3 separate regions of the Mus musculus genome follow, and regions 2 and 3 are each linked to region 1. The links are chromatin contacts, called in public Hi-C and HiChIP or PLAC-seq maps. All regions are on one chromosome and are shown on one strand. Each heading gives the region's core, a stretch centred on a gene start, on an enhancer-like site or on the middle of the called end of the contact. The rest is flanking DNA. Distances are from core to core; before and after follow the strand shown.

Region 1 (2,909 bases), core at 111-2,610:
CCTGCACAGTGCTCAGAGCTGTCCTTCTGAGCATTCCCAGCTTCCCTCCACCAGGGGCCAGGAGCACTCCTGTAGACATGACACAAGAACACCTGAGAATGCCCAGTGTCCCCTGCATCACCTCCTGCCTGAATACTGCCCGGAGTCACCCTCAGAGACAGAGAATTCTGCCTGAAGGTTACCCTTTTTCTGTTTGTAATTTTAATTTATCTTATTTATTTACTTATTATTTTTGAGACAGGGTCTCACTGTGGCTCTGCCTATCCTGGAAATCTCTATATAGACCAGGCTGGCCTTGAACTCAGAGAAATCCACCTGCCTTTCCCAGGTGCTAAGATTAAAGGAATATACATCACATTCAGCCTGATTTATATTTCTTTCTTTTATCTATTTTTCTAATTTCATTTATAATTATGTGTGTTGGGTGAGGTTTGTACATGTGAGCACAAGTTTTTTTGTTTTGTTTTGTTTTATGTTTACTTTAAGACAGGTACCCATGTAGCTTAGGCTAGCCTCAAGGCTATGTAGCCAAGGATGACCATGGATTCCTGATCCTCCTGCCTCTACCTCCCTAGTGCCTTACAGACATGTAACACACCAAATATGGCCCTTCCTTTCTATGTTGCCAAAGCTGGTCCCAACTTGTCCACCACCACCACCACCCCCGCACTTCCTCTTTTGAGTACTGCATGAAAGGCACTGACCAACAAATCCAGCAAAGCCATGTTAGCTGAAACTGTGAGGCCTCTTTTCCCTTGTTACAGCTGCCAGAGCTCAGGTCTTGGTATACCTTGGGTCACAGGTTAACCCAGCTCATGTGACTTTCTAGCCTCATTCCTGTCCTCTTAGGGTCCCACACTGTGGCCTGTGCATAGGCCAAAGGTAACATGCAGCTTGCAGTGTCAGGGACTTTTTCTCAGCTCCCCAAAAGGAGAAGTTGGGCTGCTTTGAGGTCAGGGTGTCACTGGGCCCTCCTGTCCTCTCAGGCCCGGATGCAGCCTCACAGTGCAATACTGGCCAGAAAACAGGAGGACTCCTATGGAAAGACAGGGGTCTATCAATCAGTGTCCCTGCATGCCCGGGATAGTTGCCATTTCAAAGAATGTGGGGACAACATGAGCCAGGGCATCCTCTAGTAGGCAAGCAGTAGGCCCTCAACATACTGCCTACCTTCAGGAAGGAGACACTTGTGTGAGCTGTTGGCTGCCTGAGCTTACAAGGGCAGTAAGACATCTGGAAGCTTTGTGAGCCCAGTGGGTTGTTACTCTTGATGGGCACAGCACCCCTTGACAGCACTGAGCTCAGCAGAGTCACATAGGACATTGGTCATGGGGTTCACCCGAAAGTATGCCCGAGACATGGCTTCACTCCAGGGAAGCAGGGCACAGACTGTCTGGCCCTGGCATGTCCCCAGCTGCTGCTGACATGTGAGGCTCTGATTCTGAAAGCAGAAATGAAACATGGACCCACATCTTTTCCCTGGGTTTGGCTTCACTTAGCCACAGGCCCTGCCACACCAGGTGAGTCTGAGGGAGGGAGATAGCCCACAACTTCAGCCACCATAGACACTTTTACTCCAGAACAGGAATGGGCCCTGAAGCTGCTGCTGCCTCCTGCTCAGGGCCAAGGTTTGTGTCCCTGTAAACCAGACTCCACTCTCCAAGGACCGCAGGACCTTTGCCCACTGGTCATGGCTTCCCTGAGGTATGGTGGCTTGGCTCTGCCCAACCACGAGGACATGGACTCATTGATGTGAGAAACCAAAGAGCTAGGTGAAGATGTTTGGCCAGATTGACTCGGGTGAAAAGTTCTGGAGTTGGGAGTACCTCAGCCTATGTAGTAGGGGTGTTTAACAGCCTTGATATTGACAGGTTAAATGTGTGGTTCAGCTTGTGTGGCAGCAAGTGACTATCAATGTAGCACTTGGAAGCCAAGGAAGGAGGAATTTGAAGCCAGTCTGGGTTACATTGTGAGGCCCCTGTCTCTGTCTGTCAACCAAGAGTGCAGCTCAGCAGCTGCTGTTGGTCTGAGGGGGAATTTCTAAAATGTCATGTTTTAGAGATTTGTCCCCAGGTGACATGTTGGTAGCTGATGGGAGTTGGTGACATCATTGAGTCTGTGATTAAGAAGAGGTTAAAGGGTCGTAGTTCAGTTCTCCAGCTCAGGCTTGGCCACATGGCCACTTGCTGTTCCATGTGCTTGTGCTGTAGTGTGGTATGGGCAGGAGTCCCCTGGCCAGCACAGAACCAGGGCTCACCCTGGCTCAGCACTCCAGTCTCAAGCTAAAGCTGCACTTTATAAAGTCTTCAGCCCAGTGACACAACATTGTCTTGGTTTGCTTTCTGTTGCTGCGATGAGCACTATGACCAGAAGCAGTGTAGGGAAGAAAGAGCTTGTTCCATGCTATAGATTATAGCCTGCCATTGATGGACACCAAGGCAGGAGCTTGAAGCAGAAAGAGGAATGCTGCTTACCAGCTGTCCCCAGGCTATTGCCTGTCTTCCCTGCCTTCCTTCTGTCTTTCTTCCTTCCTTCCCTTCTTCCTCTCTTTCTTTCTTTCTTCTTTTTTTTTTTCTTTTTTAATACATACATAGCATTAGCTGACTTTGGAACTCAACTATATAGACCAGGCCAGCCTTGAACTCTGTAGAGTGCTGGTAGGATTTAAGGCACTACAATCAGTACTCACCTGCCTTCCTTATATAGCTTAGACCCACTTGCTTAGGAATTGTATCGCCCACAGTAGACTGGCCCCTCCTCCATCAGTTAGCAGTTAAGAAAATGCTCCACAAACATGTTCACAGGCCAGTTTGATGGAGACAATTCCTCAATTGTGGTTTCTTCTCTCTGGGTTTATCATGTTGACAAGATCAACTGTCACAATGCCATCTGGTACATTCAGTGTTGTA
Region 2 (2,909 bases), core at 295-2,794, 450 kb after region 1:
CCATGCTGCTTTCAGGAAGGCTTCATCCTTGCATCAGGATGCTCCTGTAGGGGATGGCTAGTGGACAAAGGCTCCCTAGGCAGGTCCCATGGGAGGGATTTTCCAGGAAGTAGGCACTCTAACATGGGAAAAGAGAGTTGTCAAAGGAACAGTCTCCTAACACGACACTAGCTGACTTTCTTGCCCTCCTCTGCCCACAGCCTGGCAGGGCTACAAGCATTATGAGCAAGAAACCTTATCAATATCCTTCCGGTTTGGGATGGAGCTTGCTGACCTAGCTCTGTTAGTTTTCCCCGTTAGCCTTATGCCCCAGGGACTAGACAGAACCTATCAACAGACCTTTCTGGACTTTCCCATGGGAGACAGTCCCTGTTAGGTACTGGGTGGGCAGCAGTGTAACCCCTGGCCACCAGTTTCCAGGCAGCCTGTTGGCAAACAAACCAGGGCTCCTGCGCCTGCAGTTGACAGGCACACTGGAGTCACCTCCCAGAACGCAAGCTCTAGGAGGGGTAGTTTTCACTGAACCTGGCTGTGGGCAAGTTTCTGTGGTATTGGGCATGGACCCAAGGGTGCATGTCTGAAGGCTCATGTGTATAAATGTGTGGCAGAGCTTGCATGAGGGCATGTTTGTATGATCTTGTGTGCACAGGGCAAGTGTGTTTGTGTGTGTACTCACGAGCATGTGCATTTGTGGGTCCACAAGTAGTGTGCAGTCAGGTCTCATTTGGCAGATGTTTTTCAATGTACATCATTAGTCTTTGTTGTCATTTTGCAAATATCATGCAGCAGACTAAGTATCTACACCATCACTAGTTGATGTCATCTGCATGACCCCCTGTTGATTCTATAGGCCATCTTTGATTGAAGGCCAACAGGCAGTGAATAACTGGCATGTAGGTGTGTTAAGGCATGTAGGTGTAGACTGATTAAGGCATAGAATTTCAGTTTGAGTCCCTGTGTTTCTCACACAAAATGTTCTTGAACTCTGGTGTCACCACCTGGAACTTTCTATGATTGAGTTTCAGAGTGGCCTGAACTGCCAGGCAAGTATGGCTGTGAACCCCATCCCAACCCCTTACTGTTCCTACAGACTCCCAACCCTGTCCTTGCTGAATGAAGCAGGGTCTGTCTAGTTGTTGTCCAGGCTGGCCTAGAACTAGGGATCCTCTTGTCTCAGCCTCGCAAGTACTGCTATGCATTACCAAGCCTATTTCTTACTTTTTGATCAGTGGGATTTGTTCGACTTTCCATTTTGTTAGTGTGTAAGTGTTAGTGTTCTGTGGAGCTCACAGGACACATTGTGGGAGTAGGTGCTCTGCTTCAAGCAGAGGTGATCCTAAAAATTCACTTCTTTTCAGACTCGGTGGGCACTGTCACCTGCAGTGTTGTCCTCCCTCTGTGGTCCAGGCCATCCTCAATATAAAAGTGTGAACCTGTCACAGGAAGTTTGTGTGGCATTGTAGGTTGTGGTATAAGCCTGCTACTATGACCAAGATCAGAAGCACATGGGTCTCCTGACCCTCTGTATCTTGTCACCCAGAAGCAGCCAGCAGCCAGCAGTCAACAGTCAGCAGCCAGCAGCCAGCAGCCAGCAGTCAGCTAGCTTCCTGTGTGGCTAGCTGGGTTTTAGAGAATGGAATACACACCCTGAGTACTTCCACTTTATTGAAATTGTGTAAAATTCATGATTGAAAGCAGACAGTTCCTCAGTAGTTCAGTGTTGTGCAACCCTCACAGCTGTCCATTCCAGAACTTGTCCATAGCCCTAGAATACCCATCACTCCAACCCCTGGCAGCCTCTGTTCTGCTTCCTGCCTCAGTGGACTGGCTTGTTCTGGACATTGCTTGTCAGTGGGGGTACACACACACACACACACACACACACACACACACACACACTGTCTGTGCTGGGATATTTCTTTGTTTTTGTCATGCAGACCAGGCTGGCCAAAACTCCCTATGTAACCAAGGATGTCCTTGCATTCCTGATCCTCCTGCTTCCACTGCCCCAGTGCTGGGGTGGCAGGTGCAACCACCTTCAGACTACATTTTGGGGGATGGAACCCAGGACTCCACATGCTGGGTAGTCACCCTGCCAGCTGAGCAATAGCCACATCATGTTTCCTAACTTCACCCATGTGCTGTGGACTAGTGCAGCATTCCTACTGTACCTGAGGGCTGTTCCCCCTGTGGTTGGACTATATTTTATTTATCCATTCATCATTAGTGTGTTTCTGCCTTTAAATGCAAGCCACACTGCATACAGTCCCATCCTGGGATTTGAGTTCCTGAGCTTTGGGGTGTAGAAGAGCAGAATTGTCAGGTCTGTGTGTAGTGTTTGGGGGCCAGTGTTTTTCCAGTTTTGTGGTTCCATCTAAGTATCAGAGGGTGGTACCTTTTGGTACCTGTGCTATGTTGAAGTTGTCCATCCTCTAGCTATGGCTGCTGTGGTGGTTTCTAGCTCAGGGATCTTAGAAACACAGTGCTGGGGATGTTCACCTGCCTCCTCTTTGTTTCTCTAGAGAGATTCATGGAGGGTGGGAATGACTGGTATCTGCTGGATTAAAATGATTAACATTTAAACCAGCTTCCAGGGGCCAGTGAGATGGCTCAGCAAGTAGAGGTGCTTACTGCTAAACCCAGTGATCTGAGTTCAATCCCCAAAATCCACATGGTGGAATCCTGCAAATTGTCCTCTGATACGCACTTGTGCATCCTGACACAGGTGCAAACACAAAATATGGAAAGAAACAAATGTCCCAAGGCCTGTGGTGTACAACTGGGACCCTAGCACTCAGGAGGCAGAGGCAGGACCTAGACCACAGGACCTTGGCTGGTCAGGCCACAGTGTGAGACTGTCTGAAACTACAACAACAACTAAACCAGAACATGGCCCTCCAGAAGTAGAG
Region 3 (2,909 bases), core at 201-2,700, 440 kb before region 1:
AAAGTCAGTGTCTACCGACCCCTGCTCAAAGTCTGCTTCAGTTCCCCAGCGCCTAACCTCCCAGACACCAGCATGCCCTGCAATCATCCTGGCCCATGAGCACCCCCTGCCCCTCAAGCTACCAACAGCAGGTGACAAGGTGGCCTGGGTGCCTGCAAGACACACAGGTGAAGAGGCAATATGGGGCTGTGACTCAGCTGTCTGACACATATGCCAAGCCTAGGTGCTGCCATGTTGTTCCCTGAGACAGCCTCTTCCTGGGCAGGCTGGCTGGCACAGGACAGATGCAGAGCAGGCAGGGCTCAGTGACCAGTCCTGGGCTGGCTGTGTTTTGAGCCTCCAGTTAAAAGGACTGTCTGTTGCCCCAGGCACAAGGGGGATACCTCTTCTGGTTTTAAAAAGAAGAGCAAAGCTGAGGGAGGTTGGGTGGCCCCTGGATCCTCTGCCAGCACCGAGTCAGACACAGACTAAGGGACACAGCCTGGCGGTGGCTGAGGGCAGGACCTTGACAGGGAACCAGGCTGGCTCTGCCCGAGTGGCTGTGAGCTGAGGACAGAGCTGCTTTCTGTCATGGAGCCTGGGGTACCAGCTCAGTCCGTTTTCTCTTGTCTTCTGTAATTTTATTTATTTACTTTAGAGACAGGCTCTCAATCTATAGTGCAGGTTGGCACTGTGGCAAACCCCAGGTGCTGGGATGGCAGGTGTAAGTCGCCATGCTAGGACTGGTGATACATACCTATCAAGAGGTGCTAAACAGCAAGGCTAGCCTGGCCTTTGAGGCCAACTAGGGCTACCTGAGAACCTGTCTCAAAATAAAATAAAATCGGATCAATAGGTGTCCCTTGCTGTGAGTCTCAAGGAGGCACCCACCTCCCACAACTCTTGTAGGAACCACAGTGATAACGGCTCATGACAGAAACTCCCAAGACACTAGACCTGTGTCAGGTGGCCTCCCCAGCAGCTGGTGGGGAAATGGAGTTGAGGAAGGGTGCCAGAGCTCTTCTCACCAGGCTCACTGACTCCTCAGGGTGCCCGGCTCTGCTTGCCCTTTGCACACCGGCTACCAGGGAGCTTACAAGGCCAGTCTGGCAGCCCAGGTGCTGTCACTGAGCACCTTGACCTCAGTTTAGGGTGGCCGAAGAGTGCTCATGTCACTGGCCGTATCACATCCATCCTTGTGCATGGACTTTATGGACTCAGCGTCTCCCACTCGCAATCTTCCCTCACCGGGGGACACGCGCACCCTCTCTTCTGTGTCCCTGACCCCTGACCGCGTGGCAACACCATCCCCAGCGTCGTCCCTAGTCGCATAGCCCAGGGACCCGCTATTACTGCCCCCCCAGCCCCCTCACCCCCGCTTCCTCTCGCCAATACCTGCGGGCGGGGACCTGGACCCTCGTGCCAGCGCGTCCCCGCCGAGACCGGCCAGGGAGGGGGAGCAGCGCCGCCCCGTATGAGCGGCGCCTTGGATTGGCTGAGTGCACCAGGCCCCACCCCCATGACCCCGCAGGCTCCGCCCATGCTTAAAGCTCCCTCCTGGGCACTGGGCAAGAATAAGAACCCCGGTGATGGGCATCTGTGCACAGGCAGCTGGCTATTGCAGGTGATCCTGCACACCTGGACCTCATCTCTGGGGACAGACAAGCCCGCTCACCTCAGGGACCCCGATCTTAAACCCTATTAGCCTTGCGGGCAGAAAGAGCTCCAGGCAGCTGCAATCATCAGGGCTGGGGAGACCCCCGAACCTGCTCTGCCCCCATCATTCAAGCCAAACTTACAGAGCTCACTCATGAAAGTTTTTGTTTTGAATCAAGGTCTCACATAACCTAGTCTGGCGTCAAACTCACTGTGAAGTACAGGCTGCGCTAGAACTTACCAGGGAGTCCAGGTTAGCCTTGAGTGGCCTTGAAGTTCTGTTCCTTCTCCCTTCACCTCCTGAGCGCTGGGACAGTTTTGGGCCCCCCTTTCCAGCTCATGCAACATTTTTTGTGGTCTTGGGTTTTGTTTGTTTGTTTTGATAGCTCTGTAGCCAAAGCTGATCTTGAATTTACTCACTGAAATCCTCCTCTCAGCCTACTTCCTAAGGTGCTGGAGTTTCAGGTGTCTTCTAAGACATCCCAGAGACCAAGGAGTCTAGTCTCCGCCCCTTCAGTCACGTGATTACTGACAAGCTGGGGAGCTGAGGTTTGCCTGCAGCCGAGCGATGAGTGTGTGTATCCCCTCCCTAATCCCCTCCCCACCCCCACCCCAGCCACCCAGCTCCTGCTTCTTCCTGGCCCAATGTCTTTGCAGTTTAGAGGGCCTCAGGAAGGACTGAGGGGCAGATGTGTGGCCAGCAAGTGGCCTGGGAGCAGTGACAGCACTGAGCCCCAGCAGAGCCACCAACAGAGTGACAGTCCAGGTGTTGGGGACCACATCTGCACTATCCACATAGGTGGAGCCAGATGGAACCAGCCTGGGGTGATAGATGTAAGCAGGTTCCAGGAGACACCACAGAGGGACAGGCCAAGAGCACCAGGTTCTGCCTCCAGCCCCTAAACCTTCTGCATGTGGCCACCTCAGCCTGTGGCTGTGGGCCTTCCCTGCCTACCCCCTACCCAGGAATTGTTTTGCTTTTTGTTTTAGAAAGGGTTTCATATCTGTGAGGCTCAGACTTACTATAGAGCTGAGGATGGCCTGGAACTGGCCATCTTGCCTCTACCTCTCAGGTCCTACCTGACAGGATAGGCCTGGGCCACCAAGCCCCATTTGTTCCGTGCTAACAACAGAAGCCAGGGCGTCATAAACACTGGCAAAGCACTCAGTCTCCTGAGACACACCTCAGCCTCTCACAGCCCCCAGGGATTGGGGGCATGCCCCCGTTTGTCATCAAAATTGGGGTGCTCACTGTCCATCTAGCTCTCCTCCAG

The links. A called contact is a pair of places that touch in the nucleus more often than the background predicts. HiChIP or PLAC-seq counts read pairs in DNA pulled down with a chosen protein or histone mark.
Region 2: a contact with region 1 is called in a Hi-C map of LSK cells, with 11 times the contacts expected there. The contact joins two enhancer-like sites. A contact is called at or near these places in 3 of 39 promoter capture datasets (the C10 cell line and embryonic stem cells), 1 of 15 datasets of contacts at CTCF or cohesin (the NIH/3T3 cell line), 56 of 484 Hi-C or Micro-C datasets (B cells, the C2C12 cell line, ECoMG myeloid progenitors and 33 more), 13 of 115 datasets of contacts at active chromatin or transcription factors (DN3 thymocytes, the HPC-7 cell line, the NIH/3T3 cell line and 4 more) and 1 of 9 other capture datasets (embryonic stem cells).
Region 3: an H3K4me3 HiChIP or PLAC-seq map of bone marrow-derived macrophages shows a contact between it and region 1, with 4 times the contacts expected there. The contact joins the promoter of Kcnn1 here to the enhancer-like site in region 1. A contact is called at or near these places in 3 of 39 promoter capture datasets (cranial neural crest, embryonic stem cells and liver) and 1 of 115 datasets of contacts at active chromatin or transcription factors (bone marrow-derived macrophages).

Annotation. Positions count from the first base shown.
Region 1 is chr8:71,295,596-71,298,504 of GRCm38.p6, forward strand. All of the region lies in intron 2 of Myo9b (myosin IXb), which reads left to right. Among named protein-coding and RNA genes, the nearest start is that of Myo9b, 24 kb to the left of the region's middle. Within about 2 kb of position 1,361, at least 108 of the 459 cell types and tissues checked have an H3K27ac peak or open chromatin away from gene starts, as enhancers often do. A contact at or near this core is called in LSK cells, bone marrow-derived macrophages and liver, where this site is marked.
Region 2 is chr8:71,745,652-71,748,560 of GRCm38.p6, forward strand. No RefSeq gene overlaps it. Among named protein-coding and RNA genes, the nearest start is that of Gm35572, 9.1 kb to the right of the region's middle. Within about 2 kb of position 1,545, at least 27 of the 459 cell types and tissues checked have an H3K27ac peak or open chromatin away from gene starts, as enhancers often do. A contact at or near this core is called in LSK cells, where this site is marked.
Region 3 is chr8:70,855,558-70,858,466 of GRCm38.p6, forward strand. It overlaps Kcnn1 (potassium intermediate/small conductance calcium-activated channel, subfamily N, member 1), which reads right to left and starts at 1,451. Exons shown (of 10, transcript NM_032397.3): 1 at 1,375-1,451.